Regions from separate parts of the Arachis hypogaea genome. Here region 1 is linked to region 2. The links are chromatin contacts, called in public Hi-C maps. All regions are on one chromosome and are shown on one strand. Each heading gives the region's core, a stretch centred on a gene start, on an enhancer-like site or on the middle of the called end of the contact. The rest is flanking DNA. Distances are from core to core; before and after follow the strand shown.

Region 1 (5,033 bases), core at 1,764-4,263, 160 kb before region 2:
GTAGTGGTTGAAACTGACGGAGAAAAGAGTCACGGCAGTTGGGTATCTCAGAGATGGTGATTGACGCCTTTGCTCCCCTAGGGTGTTCACACGAAAATATGAAGAATGGTGTCGTTTATCTTTTTGCCGAAAATTTTAATAAATTCCTCCAAAATGTTATTTATGGTAGTTGGACACCAAACTGTCACTATTTTCATCCGTTTTCAACGAAACATGTGTTTATTACTAGAACTGCTGCTATTCTATCAATTGGCAGTGGTTTAAGAAACTACTAATAATTTTTCGCCATAATTTATCATTTATTTTGTAGTGGTGGTTGAGAGTGGAGACAATATATGAGTGAATGATAAACTTGTTTGTCTTGTAAACTTTTAGTGTGTGTGACTAAATGGATCGATATATATGTGTGTATGACAAAAAAAAAAAAGAATATTACTATATTATTTATTAATTTATTTAACATTACATGAAATATTAGTCCATACTAATAAATAATAGCATAGCAATTTGAGTATGATTATATAATATTTTATTATTTTATATATATCTTGATGCATGTAGGATATATATGTAGTCGTGGTTCATTTTCTTTTTCTTTTGGTATATCGTGTGTCCTCGTGCGAGTGGGTACCAAATAAAACATTACAAAGTCGGATTAACTATTAAAAAATTTTTAAATTTCTAAACGTTATTTAAGCTATTAAGTTAAAATGGTTTAAATCAAACAAATATTCCTACATTACAACACACGCAGAGGTTTGTGGCGATAATTTGGCAGCGGTTCCCAAACCGGTGTAAAATAGGAGAATTAGAGTGGTTCAGCATGAGATTTTAAGTGTGCAATTAGACAATTTTTAATTTAAAAAGTTAACCCCAACTCATTTTTTCTCTCTTTGATTGAAACATGGTGAATAATTTTCAATGATTTTCTGCTTTTTCCTTGCGTTCAAAATCGCACCTTTTTCATCTTATGGAATTTTGACGTTGTTCCATCTCCTTACTTTGTCATCTATGTGTATCCTTCTCTCACTACCAGTTCAGTCCACCTGCCCTCTATTTGCGAATTTTGCAAACAAATTTCCATTCAATCCGCCACACACCCACACACTATCCCTTTGATCGTTCTAATTGTGGCCTAAATGTCTGAAATTGAGAGAGAAAATGCATCTTCCGTTGCAAAATCTAATCCCCGCGCCCTAAAAGAGGACGGTTCATAACATATATATACTTTAGTCCATTCAATAATCATTATAATTATATATACAAGTCCGCAGTTAACGATAATTATTTAGTTGTTTTAAATAATAATAAAAATAAAATTGATTACATAATAATAAATATAAATTTTATACTATTATTATTAATAAAATAAATATCATTAATTTATATGCATAATTATAATTATTACTAATAGATATTTTAGTTAAATAGATCAAAGGATAAGTTATTTAATCTTATAAAAAAAAATTTATATTTTATGAATAAAGAAAAAGAAAAAGATTGTTTAGATATTTCACATACAGAAGAAGAAAATGTCATTTTCTGTTTGGTTAATTTTGTTGCCATACGAGTCATACAAGAAGTAATTACAAGTGAGTTTCTTGTTTTTTCTTTGAAAACTCTGGTGAATTTGAGGATTACACACAATCTCCGGCACGCTATATCCGATCCTTCCTAGGAACATGCATGTAGTTTGACCAAAGTTCTATAACAAAGAAAATTAGTTATTGTACAAAAGCTACCACTATATCATATTATTAAGATGTGATTATCTATTGAAATTCTTGGAATCAGACTACGCTGACGAAATAGTTAAAGAAATGTTTTATTCCATATCACAGTAAGAGAGATCAATAATTTGTTCCTTGTCATATCATAATAAATCATACCCACCAAATAATATGAGAATTGAAATCAGCTTGGGTTATCTAGCTAACTAGATAGTCATGCATTATTGTTGCCACTAAGAAAATCTAATTTCCTTGAATTGTAATTTAATTGCTTTATTTATGGTGAATGCTACTTTTTGTTCTTTTATGCCATTCCATACGTAGAGGAGTTCCAGAGTTTCTGGGTCCTACTTGCATTGGCAGTTAGCTCTCCCTATATATCGCAATAAAAAATATTAAAAATCATCTAAATTTATTATTTTTATTATTATTTAATTATTAATTTAATTTTTAAGTTAATAATTTAATAATATATTTATTTTATATTTTTAAATATTAATAATTAAATAATAATAAAAAATAATAAATTTTAATGATCTTAAATATTTCTCCATTGGTACATAAAAATACTGCTTAATTAGTTCTAAAAGAATTGTATTATCTCACAAAAACAATGTATACATACAATAGTACAAATAAATTTACAATATTAGCAATACATATATATAATAATTGTAATAGTATTTACCATGAATGACCAAATATACAATAATAATAATAATAATAATAATAATAATAATAATAATAATAATAATAATAATAATAATATAAAACCTTATCCGTCCTATCAAGTGAGATTTGTTATATAAATCATAGCATGTTATATCTTAAAAAATAAATTTATTTAATAATTAATTTAAATTATTCATAATTAATATTAATATAAAAATAAAGTATTCTACATATGTACATCTTTTTTAGATACAGTTATCCTTAGAAATTAGAAGGGAATCTTTTACTATATTGGTTGAGAGTGATCTTAATTGTTTTTTTTTGTCCTCAACCAATTTTTAACACATTTTAAAATGAGAAATATTATTTATCCAATATTTTTCGTACATTTATCTTGTATTTAACATTATTCAATTTTTTTTTTCATTTTTTTACTAAAAATATTGATCCCTAATTTTTTTCATTAAATTTTAATATAAAACATAATTTTGTAGAGAGATTACTTTTCTTTTGATTGATATATTGAGGGAGTTGACTTTGGATGGGTGTTGACGTCAAAGTCGTTACATCATATGATACTCATCGCGCGCTGTTTCTTTTCATTTGCTCTATCTATCTATCATTCTATTTACTCGCTTCGCTATTATTTCCTTCACCGTTCCAAGAACCTTCCTTATATTATATGTTAGATTCTTATTATATTTATGAAATGTAATAATACTATAGTATATATATAACTTTGGGTATAAAAGCCAAGTCATACGGTTACCCCTCTTCTTGCAATTGCACTTGCTCCTTCAATTCCTTCCTTCATTCCTGAAAACCTCTCTTTGGTACTAAAACTCTTCAGAAAAGGAAAAGAAAAAATGGCGGCGAAAAGGTTTTTGGATGATTCTGATGATCGAGACCAAGATAAGCCAAACGACAAACGGTTTAGATCTAATAGACCTACTTTGGCTTCGTATGTATTATTACTACTTAATTAGCTTCTTTTCTTTTCTAATTTCTACCTAGGGTTATATAATTATTATTTATTTTCGTACTTACTAATTAGTTTTTGTCTAACTATATCTTATTTGACAGGGTAATAACCGAAGTTGTTACAATGAAAAACTTGCAAAACTTGTTTTCAGTAGCCTTGGAACCTGTGCTCAAGAGAGTGGTAAGAGTTTTGAACTAAACGAAAAATGATATTTTGTTTGTGTGTCTTTTTATATATTATCGATTATTTTTAATATTAAAAATAAAAGATGAACAAAAAATTATAAACAAAATCGTGCATATATATATATTTTTTAAAAATTATTTTACGTAAAATTGATAATTGAGAATCGTTTAGTTTAATTTGGCTAAATTTTTATCTAATAACTCTCAACTATCAATTATCAACCTCAATTAACTGCACCTAAATTTTCACATTTTTTTTAATTAACTCGCAAATTTGATAACCTAGATACTTAACTATTATTGCCAGGTGAGTGAAGAGGTTGATAGAGCGATGAGGCAATGGTGTTCTTGTTCTTCGTCGTCAAGGTCCTTAACAAGGACACCATCATTGAGAATCAAAGCATTTGACGATGATCAACCATCATCAACCTTGCAACTGGTCTTCAGCAAGAGGCTATCCCTTCCAATCTTCACCGGAAGCCGAATCCTCGACGTCGAAGGCAACCCTATAAGCATACTTCTGATGGACAAGAGCAGTGGCCAGATGGTTCCAACAAGCCTCCCACACCCAATCAAGCTGGAACTCCTCGTCCTCGACGGCGATTTCCCTCTTTCTGATAATGACAACTCTTCTTCATCTTCTTCGTCTTCTTGTGGTTGGAGTAGTGAAGAATTCAATAGCCGCATAGTGAAGGAGAGAACTGGCAAGAGACCTTTGCTTGCCGGAGAGTTGAACCTCACCATGAGGGATGGCATTGCACCAACTGGGGACATTGAGTTCACCGATAATAGTAGCTGGATTCGCAGCCGGAAGTTCCGGGTTGCCGTTAGGGTGGCTCCGGGGACTAACCACCATGCTCTTGCAATTCGAGAAGGCATTACTGAAGCTTTTGTTGTCAAGGATCACCGTGGAGAATGTAAGTTTTCTCAACTTCATATATTTATCATTTTACTATCAACAAATATTAGCCACGTTCATTTTTATTTTTCTTCTCTAATGCTAATTAAATTCTATCTGTCTTGATTATATGTTTTATAATATAATATATAAAAAAAATTATAAGTTAATTATTAAAAAAATTATAAAAACTATAACTTGAAGGGATTAAATTTGATTCTATATATCATAATGACTTATGGATCTCATTTTATGTTTTTATTAAAAAACATACTAAGAAACAATTTTAAATTTAATTAGTTAAATTTTCGGTATAATAAAAATTTGAAAGTGGATAACAAAGAAAAACGTTATAACTAAATTAAGCATATATACATTTGCAAGCTTATTGAGGGGTTTAAAATAAATAATAAAAAAAAATTATGTTTCCTGAGAATAGCAAATTTAGTTGGTGTTTAAGAACTATCATTATTATTATATTGTTCCATTAAATGATAGATGAGTGCATAAGTCCCTCTCAATCTCACATGGTAGATATTAATGTAGATATATGTGATCTTTTATCA
Region 2 (5,384 bases), core at 2,736-5,235:
GAGAGAGAAGGAAGAGTAGAGGACTTGGAGATTGCTGACAACGAATTTAGAAATTGATGAACTAATGAGTTCGAAATGGAATTAAGAACTGATGATGGATATGGAAGGAAAGTGTGCAGGGCCTATAACCCTGGCATAGCAGGTTTCTCTGCTGCAAGAGTAGATGTTGTTGAAAGTGATTTGAGATGAGAAATGGTGATGTTTGGTGATGATTTGAGGATGAAGTTATTGTATTGTTGATAGTGTGCGGAGCCTATATCTCCGGCGTGGCAGATTGTTCTGCTGCATGACCAGTTGTTGTTAAGAGTGTGCGGGACCTATATCCCCGGCGTAGCAGATTATTCTGCTGCATGATTTGTTGTGGTTGGTTCCTTCTCTGCTACAGGAAGTGTGCGGGGCCTATATCCCTGGCGTAGTAGACTCCCTACTACATGAGTGTGCATGGCACTATATCTCTGGCGTAGCAGAAGAGCTGGTGCATGAGTGTGTAGGGAACTATATCCCTGGCCTGGCAGAAAAGGCTACATCCAGGAGGATGTGTCGGGTTGGCATTTATGGACCGACAAGTGATATCACGAGCCAATAGGATAGGCATTCATCATATGCATATTCTATATGCTTGTTTGTTTTGATTACTTGAGTTTGCCTAATTGTATAATATGCCTACTTGCTTCTTGAATTACTTGCTATAAATGAATACTATCTGTGTTTTACTTGCTTGCATTATTTGTGATTGTCTGGTGCTGAGGAAGTTAGGTAGGCGGTGGCGGTGGGATCGCATGGAGGTTAGGTTGGCGGAGGCTGTGGGATACAGTGGTGTGATTAGTATTAGTTAGAATTCCCCTAAATTTAGATAACCCGGTTTATGGTTTAATTTTCTTATATATTTATTTTATTTCGTTAAGCTTGAATATCCGTATGTGATGTGAAGTTCTAGGATTGCCTTCGGCGTCCCGGAGCCTTACATCTTACATCATTGGGTACTGTTACCATATTGAGAACCTCTGGTTCTCATTCTATACTTGGTTATTGTTTTTCAGATGCAGGTCATAATCTACTTCGGTGAGATTGCGAATATTATGATAGAGCGGAGTATGGTTCGTTCCTTGTTTATTTCTGTTTTACTTTCGTCATAGTATTCTCTCACTTTTTGTATATTTATCTTTATGGCCTTAGAGGCTTATTTGAGAGATAGGTTGTATAAGCTGTTTTAATTCTAAAACTTTGTATCTTTCTATTTGTAACTAGTCGGCTTAAACTCCACAAGCTGCGGCTAGTTCTCTATGATTATTATATTCTTATATTTATATATATTTTATTCTCTTATACTTATACCTTGTATCTTATGCGTTAGTTTTGTGTGAATGTCTCGCACTTTTGTAAATCTGTCTTTGAGCTTAATCCTTCATCGATCTCCTAGAATATATTATTTCTTTCTATATATAAATATGTATAAGCCTTAGGACTGTCGTAACCTCTGATCAACCTTTGCTTACTGCTAGAGGTAAGGCTTAGGGTAATTAGGGTGTTACAGAAGTTGTGTGTGGAGTTGGATTGAGGAGGTGGCTAATTCACGTTGATAGAATCTGTTGCAACCTGTAATAAGAAAGCAATGAGTTAATTAGTTGAAATATGTTGAACAATAGTGACAAACCACTATACCTCTTTTGCTTGGGGTGTAATTTGTAAAAGGGAAATTTCCCCTTGTTCTGAGACTCTGAATTACCCTTCCTTGGTAATGTCTTTGCTTTTATCTATCATAGTAACACATATATGCCGGTTTGGATCTTTTGAGTCATTTTTACAAGTCTTATAGTAATGTCCAATCTATCCACACTTGCTGCATGTCACTTTAAAAGTTTTTCTAGCTTTAGTAGTGAACATCTCAGGCTCTACTGAATCTATCTTCCTCTTCATTTTGGGGCAATGAGCTGGTCTCTTAATGATGGGAGGTTCTGTTCTTGGAGCATCACAAGGGGTTCAGTACTCCTCTGAATTAACAGGCTTGATGCAATGCACGTATGTTGCCCTAATTGCTTGCATGGTGAGCTATTTATGCACATACTCCTTTGGCCTGAGTCCAATTTTATACATCGCTGCAACTGCATGACAGCAAGGCATTCCTGAAAACAAACACCACATAGATGAAATCCACAACAACATAAGTATGAATTAGAAATTAAAGTTACCGTGAGGCAGAATATTATGATGATTGTCAATTTACCAATAAGTTGCCAAGCATTACAAGGTCCTTTGATGGAGGTTAACTCCAACTTTGCTACTTCCTTTATGAACCTCAAACAGCAGTCTATTATTGTCTCTAGCCCAGATGATTCTTCACTTATTAGCTTTAAGCTTGATAAACTCATCCAATTTCTTCTGCTGCACTTGTGTCAAGTGACCATGATGATTCTCTAGCTTCTTCTTGTGTGTTGTCATTTTTCTCATCAGGTAGCATCTTAAATATTTACACATTGTCAAGATTGTTTTTTCTCGATAATTTACGATCTTGACATTCCATACCCCACACATATTGTTGGTAATATTGTCAACCTTTGGCCCATAGCTGAAGTAGGCTTTCATCCACACTGCTAGATCACATCTCTGAAGATATTCTCATGCTCCCAAATTGATTTGCTTCATTTTCTCCATGGAGCGATTGAACTCTTGGAAAGTTGTGCACCTTGCACATTCCCATACTATTTGCTTAGTTTGTTGGTCCTTAAAGTGTTTGATAAAGTTTTTCCAGATATGAAGCACATAATTTATATGGTTTGCATTAGGCATTACTTCTTTGATAACTAACTCCATCCCCTACAATTATTAGACAACCACAAAAACAAAAATTCTTACAGGAAATTGTTATCAAGTGCACAATAGAGTTAAGCACAAAATTATAATTTACCTTTTGCTGATCACTTATGAAATTTAATCCATGCTGAGTGACCTTTCCCAAATCCTCTTGCAACAAAGTTAAGAACCACTTCCATGTGTCTTTAAATTCATTAGGAATAATAGCATATGCTATGACGAATAAGTGGTTATTGGCATCTTGTATCACTGTACTAAGTAGTTGTCCACCATAATAACCTTTCAAAAAATAGTCATCTAGACCAATTAAAGGCCTACAACCCTACTTAAAACCCTTCTTGGAAAAATCTTAACTTATGTATAACCTATCAAATAATGGGAGAGATTCAAGCTGTGGCATTGTTTCCATCAATGCTGTGGATCCGGGATTACTCCAATGAAGCTCCATCAAATAATCTCTAACTTTCGCATACTGTGCCTTTGCATTACCAACAACCACCTCTCTATCAACTTTTAAAGCCCTCGCAATCATTTTTGGGTTAAGCTGGACATTATACTCCTCTATCATGTGATCCATTTCCTGTCTCGATTTCATCTCAGGATGGATATGTAGTCTTTTAATGAGCTTTGATGCAACCCAATCCCTATCAGCCATGTTGCTGCCATAATCTCTAGCACATGTGTGCTCATTTATCGAAGTCTTCTCCTGGAAACATCTACTAGAACTATTCCATGATGTTAATATCAACCATGGACAATTCTCAGCTGCACATGATGTTCTCAGCTTATGCTTCTCATTTTCTATGTATAACATGTCCTTTCTCTCAAATACTAAATAGTCCTTCAAAGCCATTTTGAACAATTCCATTGTTGAGAATATTTGTCCAACTTTAAACACAACCTCTCCATATTCAGTATCCTCACTAAAAGAGTCATAAGTTGTCCTTCCTTCATCCTCAGAAAAAACTAGGCTATTGAAAGCCTCACTCTCATACTCATAAAGTTTATCATAATCACTATCCATCTCCACATTAGTTGGGACTAAGCTTGGGTTATCAAGCCTATCACCCATATTAAGAGCCTCACCCTCATTTGATTCACCTACAGGCCTAGTTCTCTTCTGTATTGATCCAACCCCAATATTAGGTCCAAGCCCATTATTTTGACCCTCCATCCCCTTATTTGCTAATCCATCCTTTAAGATGTCTTCTTATAATACCAGAAGATTTCCTAGAAGCCCTTTTCTTAGCAGTCCTTCTTGGCCTGCTACTAGATGGACTAGCCTTATTACTCTTATTCTTCTTAGGTGACTTTTTTTTTATTTTTTTTGGCACACTATTCTTCTTCTTATTTCTTTGTTATTCATCAGTACTCTTATCTTTTGTGTCATAACCAACAGCCTCATTACACATCTTCTTCTTTGTTGAAACTCCATTTTTTGGTACCTTTTTCTTCTTTTTCTCTTCCTCACTACTGATATCATCTGTCTCATATTTAGAGGAGGAGGTTTGTATGGCTCATCCTCTTCTGTTGTCTCATATCCATCTCATGATGATGATGATGATGATGATGAACCTAGTACAATAGTCTCTTCAGTCAAACCTTCTCTAACTACCTCAGGCATATCCACATTGTGATCAAAATAAATGTACAACTCATCAGTTTTCCTATACCTCAACTTACTTTCCCTAATCTAATTAACCTCCATATCTCCTTTAATGACATGAAGTGTAGCTTCTATATTAGGTGCTCCCATATCAAGTCAGAACATCTATTTATACTCCCAGTAACTCAATTCCTTAAACAATTCAACAAAGTCAAAGAAGTTTACATAACCCAGGTTTAAAGGGAAAAACCTCTTCACTTTACCATGTAAGTAGCAGAGACCTCTCTTAGAGTCTCTGCCAAATCTTCTCCCATGGTGAAACACAGGAATGATCATATATTTAGACATCTGCAATTATTTATTTAAATTTTACTAACATATACTAACAATAAAATATTTAAACAAACAGTTAACTATGACTACAATATTTAACTTTTATTAAAATGCACAAAAATTTATTCGTATTTAAACTTTTCTATAAACAGGACCACAAAGGGTTGCAGACAACAATGATAAGTTGTCAGAATCAGAATCGTCATGTTGGACCACATAAAGCACAAGGGACAAACACTTTCTAGAAAGTCACTAACCTGAACCTTGTGAAGCGTTGTCAGAGGATTCTGTCTAGCTCCATCAACAACACCGTCCACCCGCTGTCAACTAGGATGTCATCAGCACCTTTGCCAGCAGCAACGTCAGCGCTTCCCTTCACCAACAAAGCGTCAACAATGGTCTCGACAAGGGAGGAACCTTTTCTCCTAAGATTTTCTTGTAAATGTGAAGCTTCGTTGATGGGGTTTTATGGAAACACAGTCTCTAAAGCAGCTGAAGAGTTTCCTTCCACGCAAACAACGTCATTTTTGAAGACGTGGAAGTGGACAATTAAGTCCCTGTCTATTTGATCTTGTCTAACTAAGCACAAAACGAACATGTCAACAAGCTAACATGACAAGTCACATTGTTAATG

What was found. A called contact is a pair of places that touch in the nucleus more often than the background predicts.
Region 1: a contact with region 2 is called in a Hi-C map of an unstated tissue, with 2.2 times the contacts expected there. The contact joins the promoter of LOC112751094 here to the promoter of LOC112749149 in region 2. A contact is called at or near these places in 2 of 8 Hi-C or Micro-C datasets (leaf and an unstated tissue).

What each region holds. Positions count from the first base shown.
Region 1 is chr15:144,923,863-144,928,895 of arahy.Tifrunner.gnm2.J5K5, reverse strand. LOC112751094 (protein SAR DEFICIENT 1) reads left to right here and starts at 3,013. Exons shown (of 7, transcript XM_025800133.3): 1 at 3,013-3,363; 2 at 3,486-3,564; 3 at 3,877-4,486. The coding sequence starts at 3,269.
Region 2 is chr15:144,759,664-144,765,047 of arahy.Tifrunner.gnm2.J5K5, reverse strand. It overlaps LOC112749149, which reads right to left and starts at 3,985. Exons shown (of 3, transcript XM_025797416.1): 1 at 3,244-3,985; 2 at 2,906-3,090; 3 at 2,617-2,814. The coding sequence starts at 3,985. The coding sequence ends at 2,617.